Linked DNA regions of Mus musculus: region 1 is linked to region 2. The links are chromatin contacts, called in public Hi-C maps. All regions are on one chromosome and are shown on one strand. The core of a region is the stretch at or near the end of the contact, and the rest is flanking DNA. Distances in the headings are between cores, read along the strand shown. Region 1 overlaps Syne3 (spectrin repeat containing, nuclear envelope family member 3). Region 2 overlaps Clmn (calmin).

The links. A called contact is a pair of places that touch in the nucleus more often than the background predicts.
Region 1: a contact with region 2 is called in a Hi-C map of muscle stem cells, with 1.8 times the contacts expected there. The contact joins two enhancer-like sites. A contact is called at or near these places in 3 of 484 Hi-C or Micro-C datasets (cerebral cortex, cortical neurons and muscle stem cells), 2 of 115 datasets of contacts at active chromatin or transcription factors (embryonic stem cells and pancreatic cancer cells) and 1 of 9 other capture datasets (pancreatic islet).

What each region holds. Positions count from the first base shown.
Region 1 is chr12:104,991,578-104,994,770 of GRCm38.p6, forward strand. All of the region lies in intron 2 of Syne3 (spectrin repeat containing, nuclear envelope family member 3), which reads right to left. Among named protein-coding and RNA genes, the nearest start is that of Syne3, 5.5 kb to the right of the region's middle. Within about 2 kb of position 1,419, at least 97 of the 459 cell types and tissues checked have an H3K27ac peak or open chromatin away from gene starts, as enhancers often do. A contact at or near this core is called in muscle stem cells, where this site is marked.
Region 2 is chr12:104,821,516-104,824,517 of GRCm38.p6, forward strand. The region is part of intron 1 of Clmn (calmin); the gene reads right to left. Among named protein-coding and RNA genes, the nearest start is that of Clmn, 42 kb to the right of the region's middle. Within about 2 kb of position 1,401, at least 11 of the 459 cell types and tissues checked have an H3K27ac peak or open chromatin away from gene starts, as enhancers often do. A contact at or near this core is called in muscle stem cells, where this site is marked.

The DNA of each region.
Region 1 (3,193 bases), core at 169-2,668, 170 kb after region 2:
TAAGAACACTGTCTGCTCTTCCTAGAGGTCCTGAGTTCGATTCCCAGCAATCATGTGATGGCTCACAACCATGTATAATGAGATCTGGAACTGGGCGGTGGTGGTGCACACCTTTAATCCCAGCACTTGGGAGGCAGAGGCAGACAGATTTCTGAGTTCGAGGCCAGCCTGGTCTACAAAGTGAGTTCCAGGACAGCCAGGGCTATACAGAAAAACCCTGTCTCAAGAGAGAGAGAGAGAGAGAGAGAGAGAGAGAGAGAAAGAGAGAGATCTGGTTATCTGGTTGGTACCCTCTTCTGGCCCACATGCAGGCAGAACACTGTATACATAATAAATAAATAAATAGTGCTCACTAATGTCGCTTTCCAAAGTGGATCATTGTTGGGCCCCTGGAAGGGCCACCAGGTACAGGTACATGTGTACAGTACAGCGGTCACTATACATAAGACATTTTGGCATGTCTTTTTCTCCCAGGGAGTATATACGAAACTCTCATGAACCTCACTAAGGCTTATGACCCAGGGAAAGCTAACAAGCCTGACACAGGAATCCCTACTTTTAGTAACTGCTAGAAATGGCCCCGACTGCTCTGTAGATACCTTGAGCTCTCCTAGGCTTTCCTGATTCCTGGACAGTCATGCTCACTGTGTTCTGATTTCTCCGTCTAACTGGATGTGTGGGTTTATCATTTGCTTAACTACTGGTGAGCTCCAGGCCCCTCTGGTTGGCAAGTAGACAGAGCCCTTTGGAGCTAAGCCATTGTAGACTCCTAGGCACTGCTGGGTTTGGCCTTCAATATAGAACGGGCCATTTTCAGTGCCATTTTAATGAACAAAACAGCATTTGTGGTCACTCGGGCCAAACAGCCCGTTGTCAAAGATTAGACCTAAAGATTACAGCAGAGCTAAATCTGGGTGATGTGGGCTGCTGGGTGGAGCAGGACAGTGCCTGTGAGTCACAGCCTGGGTTTGCCTTGCACATGGGGTTCTCGAAGGCTGCTTCCCCCAGGACACTCCACACGGCTAGCTGATCAGAGCAGGAGAGCTCGGCCAGCATGCTTAACACAGCATCAGCCAATGGACATCACACCTCCAACTACAGAGTCCTTACTGTGACCTGAGGATAAACATTGGTAAAGTGCTTAACCCCGTGCCTTGCGGGCACATAGTGGGTGCTTTGTGTCTTAAATAATACACACCCCGAATGTCTGCCTGGCTGAAAGGGGAAAACAGAGGTGCGATAGAGCAGTCCAGCAAAAAGAGAACGCCAAATGAAAACAAGCAGCATCCATCCCGTGGAATATTCTGGGCCGTCTGCCGTGAGAAGTATGATGACTGACACTGGGGCCAGGGCTGAAGGAACAGCACAGGCTGCCGAACCGTGTGCTCCAACACTGGGAGCCAGCCAGCAGGCTTTCCTGGAAAGGGTCAGACAGGGAACACACTCTGTGACCACATGGTCTCTGTCACTGTTTCTCAAACCTCCCATGGGAGTGTGAGGGCAGCTGCAAGATGATCCCTGAAGGAGCTGTCTCTGTCCCAACAATATCTGATTGGCAAGAGCAGGTGACACCATTTGTCAGTCCTACTGTGCACATCCTAACTGTGTCAGAAAAACACGGAGATGGAAAGAAATATGGGAAACAGCGCAAAGGGATCCTCAGAGCACATTCAGGCTGGCAGTATGAGCCTGAGTGCCTGGCACTAGGGTCATCCTTGGCCACAAAAGAATACCAAGGCCAGTCTCGGCTATATGACACCTCTTCTCAAATAAGAATAATGGTAAATAAAGCTGGGCAGTGGTGGCGCACGCCTTTAATCCCAGCACTTGGAAGGCAGAGGCAGGTGGATTTTTGAGTTCAAGGCCAGCCTGGTCTACAGAGTGAGTTCCAGGACACCTGGAGCTATACAGAGAAACCCTGTCTCGAAAACAGAGATAGAGATAGAGATAGAGATAGATAGATAGAGAGAGAGAGAGAGAGAGAGAGAGAGAGAGAATAATAGTAAAAATAATTTGCTTAAAGTGATAGGAGCAAGGGGTACTTTGATTTAATTTTTAATTTAATTACGTGCAGAAGATCTGGGTGTTTCTGGCTCTGTGTATGTGAGTGCAAATTTTAACCAGAGACACCAGAAAAAAGCCTCGGGTGCCCTGGCGATGGTGATGAGCCTCTGACATGGGCGCTGGGAGTGGGAACTCAGTACTCAGTAAAGAGCACAGGGCTAAGCCACCTCCCCAGCCCCGTTTCTTATTTGTTAAACATTGGCAGTGGTGGTGGTGGCAGTGCCTGCCTTTAATCCCAGCTCTGGGGAGGCAGAGGCAGGAGGATTATCCTAGTCACAGGGGGAGTTTCAGGACAGGTAGGAAACCTTGTCTTGAAAAACAAAAGGAACAAACAAACAAAGAGAAAAAGAAAAGGAGGAGGAGGAGAGGAGAGGAGAGGAGAGGAGAGGAGAGGAGAGGAGAGGAGAGGAGAGGAGAGGAGAGGAGAGGAGAGGAGAGGAGTCAAGTATAATATTCACTATTCACTGTCCTGAACCTCAGATTGGCTTCCAAGTCCTCCGAGTGACAACTAAGTCTGGCTTCCTCATCTACTGGCTGTACAGCCTCAGGGTATTGACCTCTCTGCTCCTGCATTTCCTTATGTGTAAGGTGGGTGGCTTCATATTCAATCTGAGGAAAACATCTTCACCAGTTCTCGGGTCCTATAAAACAGCCCAAAGCACTTGGGTTTAACTGATTTAACAATGGGAGGGCCAGGTTGTGGGGGGATAAGGGAAAGACTGGAGAAGCACATGATGGGGATGGGGGAAGGACACACCAGGACACCTCCACTAGTTTCTCGGAGAATCCTCCAGAGCGTGTGAGCCTGAGTCTTTTAGCACGGAGTCCTCCAACAACCTCATGGCAAGGAGCCTGGGTTGCTCAAAGCCGCTCTGCTCTGCGCTGCTCACCGGCTTCCCACCGCCTGCCTTCCAACACTGGCTGCTTGTCGCAGGAACCCATGCAGCTCCCAGGCTCAGCCTAGCTTGCCTCTGCTCCCGTGGACGGACCCCTTCTCTTTCCCTGCCTCCCTAGCCCCCATGGGCTGACATCACTGCTTCCAGGAAGTCTACCAAGTGTCCAGCAGAGTCCACGTAAGCTCCCTGAAATCCTTCTACTCTAACTAGGTAAGAAATCCATGATGGGTACA
Region 2 (3,002 bases), core at 151-2,650:
AGCTTCTTTGGTTTGGAATACCTTCATTTTCATAAACAGAACACATCTATGATAAAGAGGACCTTGAATGTAAACTTCAAATCCTCTAAGAGCCTCGGGTACGGAACCCAGAACACGTGTTTAAGTTGTGTGTACTGTGAAGGCATGTGTGGAACATGTGTTTTCAGCACGCCATGTGCATATGCATTTCTGAGATGTATGTTATGATCTCCACATCACATAGGAAGAACCTGAGACTGGGACCTGCAAGGGAACTTAGTGCCCAGGCCCACACAGGGAAAAACTCCATTCAAAAGGTCTTGAACAGATTCCCAGTTGTTGGAGGGATTGGTGTCACCCAGAGGATCTTGGGCTTTTCCTGGCTGACAGTCAGTCTCTCTGTCTCTGTCTCTGTCTCTCCCTCTCTTTCTCTCTCCCTCTCTCCACTTCTCAGCTCTTAGTTTCATTAGGAGCAGCTGGGTGTCTTTTGAGACACATTCTTCTGTTTATTGCAGATTGGGGGGGGGGAGGTCCCAATCTCAGGGCCAAAGCTGTCCCCATGCTGGGAAGAGCTGTCTGCCCTTGGCCCCTGCAGAGGAGAAGGATTAGCAAGGCAAAGCCCAACTTGATTGAAAAATAACTTCCCTCCAGCCTGTTCTCTGGCCTCATTTCTCCTCCTTCAAGCCCTAGGCAACGATGGCCATGAGACCTAAGACCTGTGGACTCAGGGTGGTCCTTCTTTCTCCGAGAGACCGGAAATTACCGAAGGAACTCCAGGGGTGCTGAGCAGGCCATCTGACGTGGCAGCGGCCACTAATTAATGTTTTTTAAAGTTTAACAAGCAAATCAGGCAGGTGTGAGAAAGGGGTCAAAAGAGCGGGCATTCTGGAACAGGGTGGCCCAGCTGCCACCCCTGGCTGGCTCTGTGATGGTTGGCAGGTTGCTTCCCCTCTGGGTCCTGGCAGTGCTAATGATAGCCCCGGAACATCAGGGAATAGTCAGAGGGACAGAGAATGAGAGCTGGTGCCTGCAAATGGCTCAGAATAGGCACACAGCTGAATATGGAGAGTGACTGGCCCAGCCCTGGGCCTAGCCATTGCCTGTGTAGCCACCATCCAACCAAAGGCCATCCCTTCAACCTATCTGGGTGGTGAAGAAGTGGGTATTTCTTGAAGAGAAGCTGGGCCTCCACCCTGGCTAATCTTAGTCACATCCAATGACAAGTTCTTGCTTTGGGTGGCTGATCACACATAGGGCGACTGGCCATTCCAGAAAGATCAACTATATGCACAAGGATGGAGGCTTTGTGTCATAGTCTTGGTGGGTCTGGAGTGACAGTCAGTCTGTCAAGCAAGCCTTAGAGGCAATGCCCTGATAACCTCCAGTGACCCTTCCCTGCTCCCTACTCTGCTGTCACATGTCGATGGCAGAAGTACAGTATACCTGCCTCATAGGAAGAGACAAGGCAGACCTCTGTTGGGCTCCTCCCTGTGTCTGTTCCATGACGTCACTTTGGCTCGATGGAACTTTCTCCCTTCCCTGTGAGGAATCAGGGCAGTGAGGTGGAACTTTCAGTCCTTCTAAAAGCATTTGTTAGCTGAGGCTGATGCCAGGAACCTCTCTGTCGGGTCAGAAATGAGGGTGGTGTGTGGAGATTGCTCTGAACCAGGACAATCTGGTTAACTCTAGCCCAATCCCGGACACAAACTTCCCCAGGGAGCACACCTACAGAAACCACAACCACTAGGATCGGAGAGAAGAAAGGAGCTAAGGATGGGACTCTCCGCTGCCCTGAGTGACAGATGGGACCTAGTGGGTGCCTGGGTACCACATCTGAAAAATGAAAGCCACAATGCTCACTTCTTCAGGCTGGGACCTACCCAAGACTCACCACTAGGGAGCAAGAGTACACACAATTTAACTCCATGGCCTGGGCACCCTGCATAATCCTTGTGACATCTACAGGCTGAGGTCAGCTTGGAGGTGACAATTCTCCCTACGGAAATGTCATGTCATGTATTTCACCCACCACCATGACAAGGATGGACAGGATGCTCACTGGCAGGTGGGAAACTGAGGGCAGTCTCACCTCGTCTCGTCCTGTTACATCCGAGAATGACCTGGCTGACAGTTAATACAGCTACCCAGGCCCAGGCATGTGCAAGACCCAAAGCCACACTATGAGACGAGCCTGGGACTCTGCATGGTGACATCATACGGTAGACTCAGTCTCATAAGAGGGCCTGAAAACCCCCTTCCCAGCACCACCGTCAGCTAAGCCTTGGGCAGGAGCTTTTGTGCCCATCCAGGTGATGGGTGACTGTCACAACTGTCCTCTCCTTCTCAGTGAAACACATGGGTACGCTGGACAGATCTAGCACGGTGACTCACGGTCGCCTGAAGACTGAGCAGTGCCCAGCACACACTAGGTAGCTATCACAGTAGGCGGAGACATGTTCATCAAAAACAAGTTTGCCTCCAGTGTCACAGATGCATCATGGGTAACTTCAGCATAGCGCACATTAGGGACTGGTTAAAGCACATTTCTGTCTGTAAGAAGCCTCTAGGAGATCCAGCTAACTCCTGACTCTGTTCTGTTAGGATGAGGTTCAGACTCAGTTTCAGGTGCATTTCCTGTTCAGACCAGTGGTGCTCCTGAAAGCCTGCTGCTCTGGCTTTAGGTATTCCTACACATTTCGTCGTTGCCCGTGAGCTTCGTTTCAGTGTTGATGCCTTTCCTCTTCCATTAATTCTCACCATGTAAATTTAAATCAGCTAGTAATACATTAAAAATAAAACATTGGGTGTGTTGAGAAAGCTGCACTTGGGGCTGGCTGCAGCTGAGTGAGGATTAACACACACACACACACACACACACACACACACGCGCGCGCACACAAGCACCCACGCACACACGCTACCTCAAACACCCACCAGCCCCCTTGGTGTTCACTGTGTACTATAAGCCACACGCGTCCATATCTTGAGATGAACAAATCTAGATACCGAAGCTTCAGATGGAA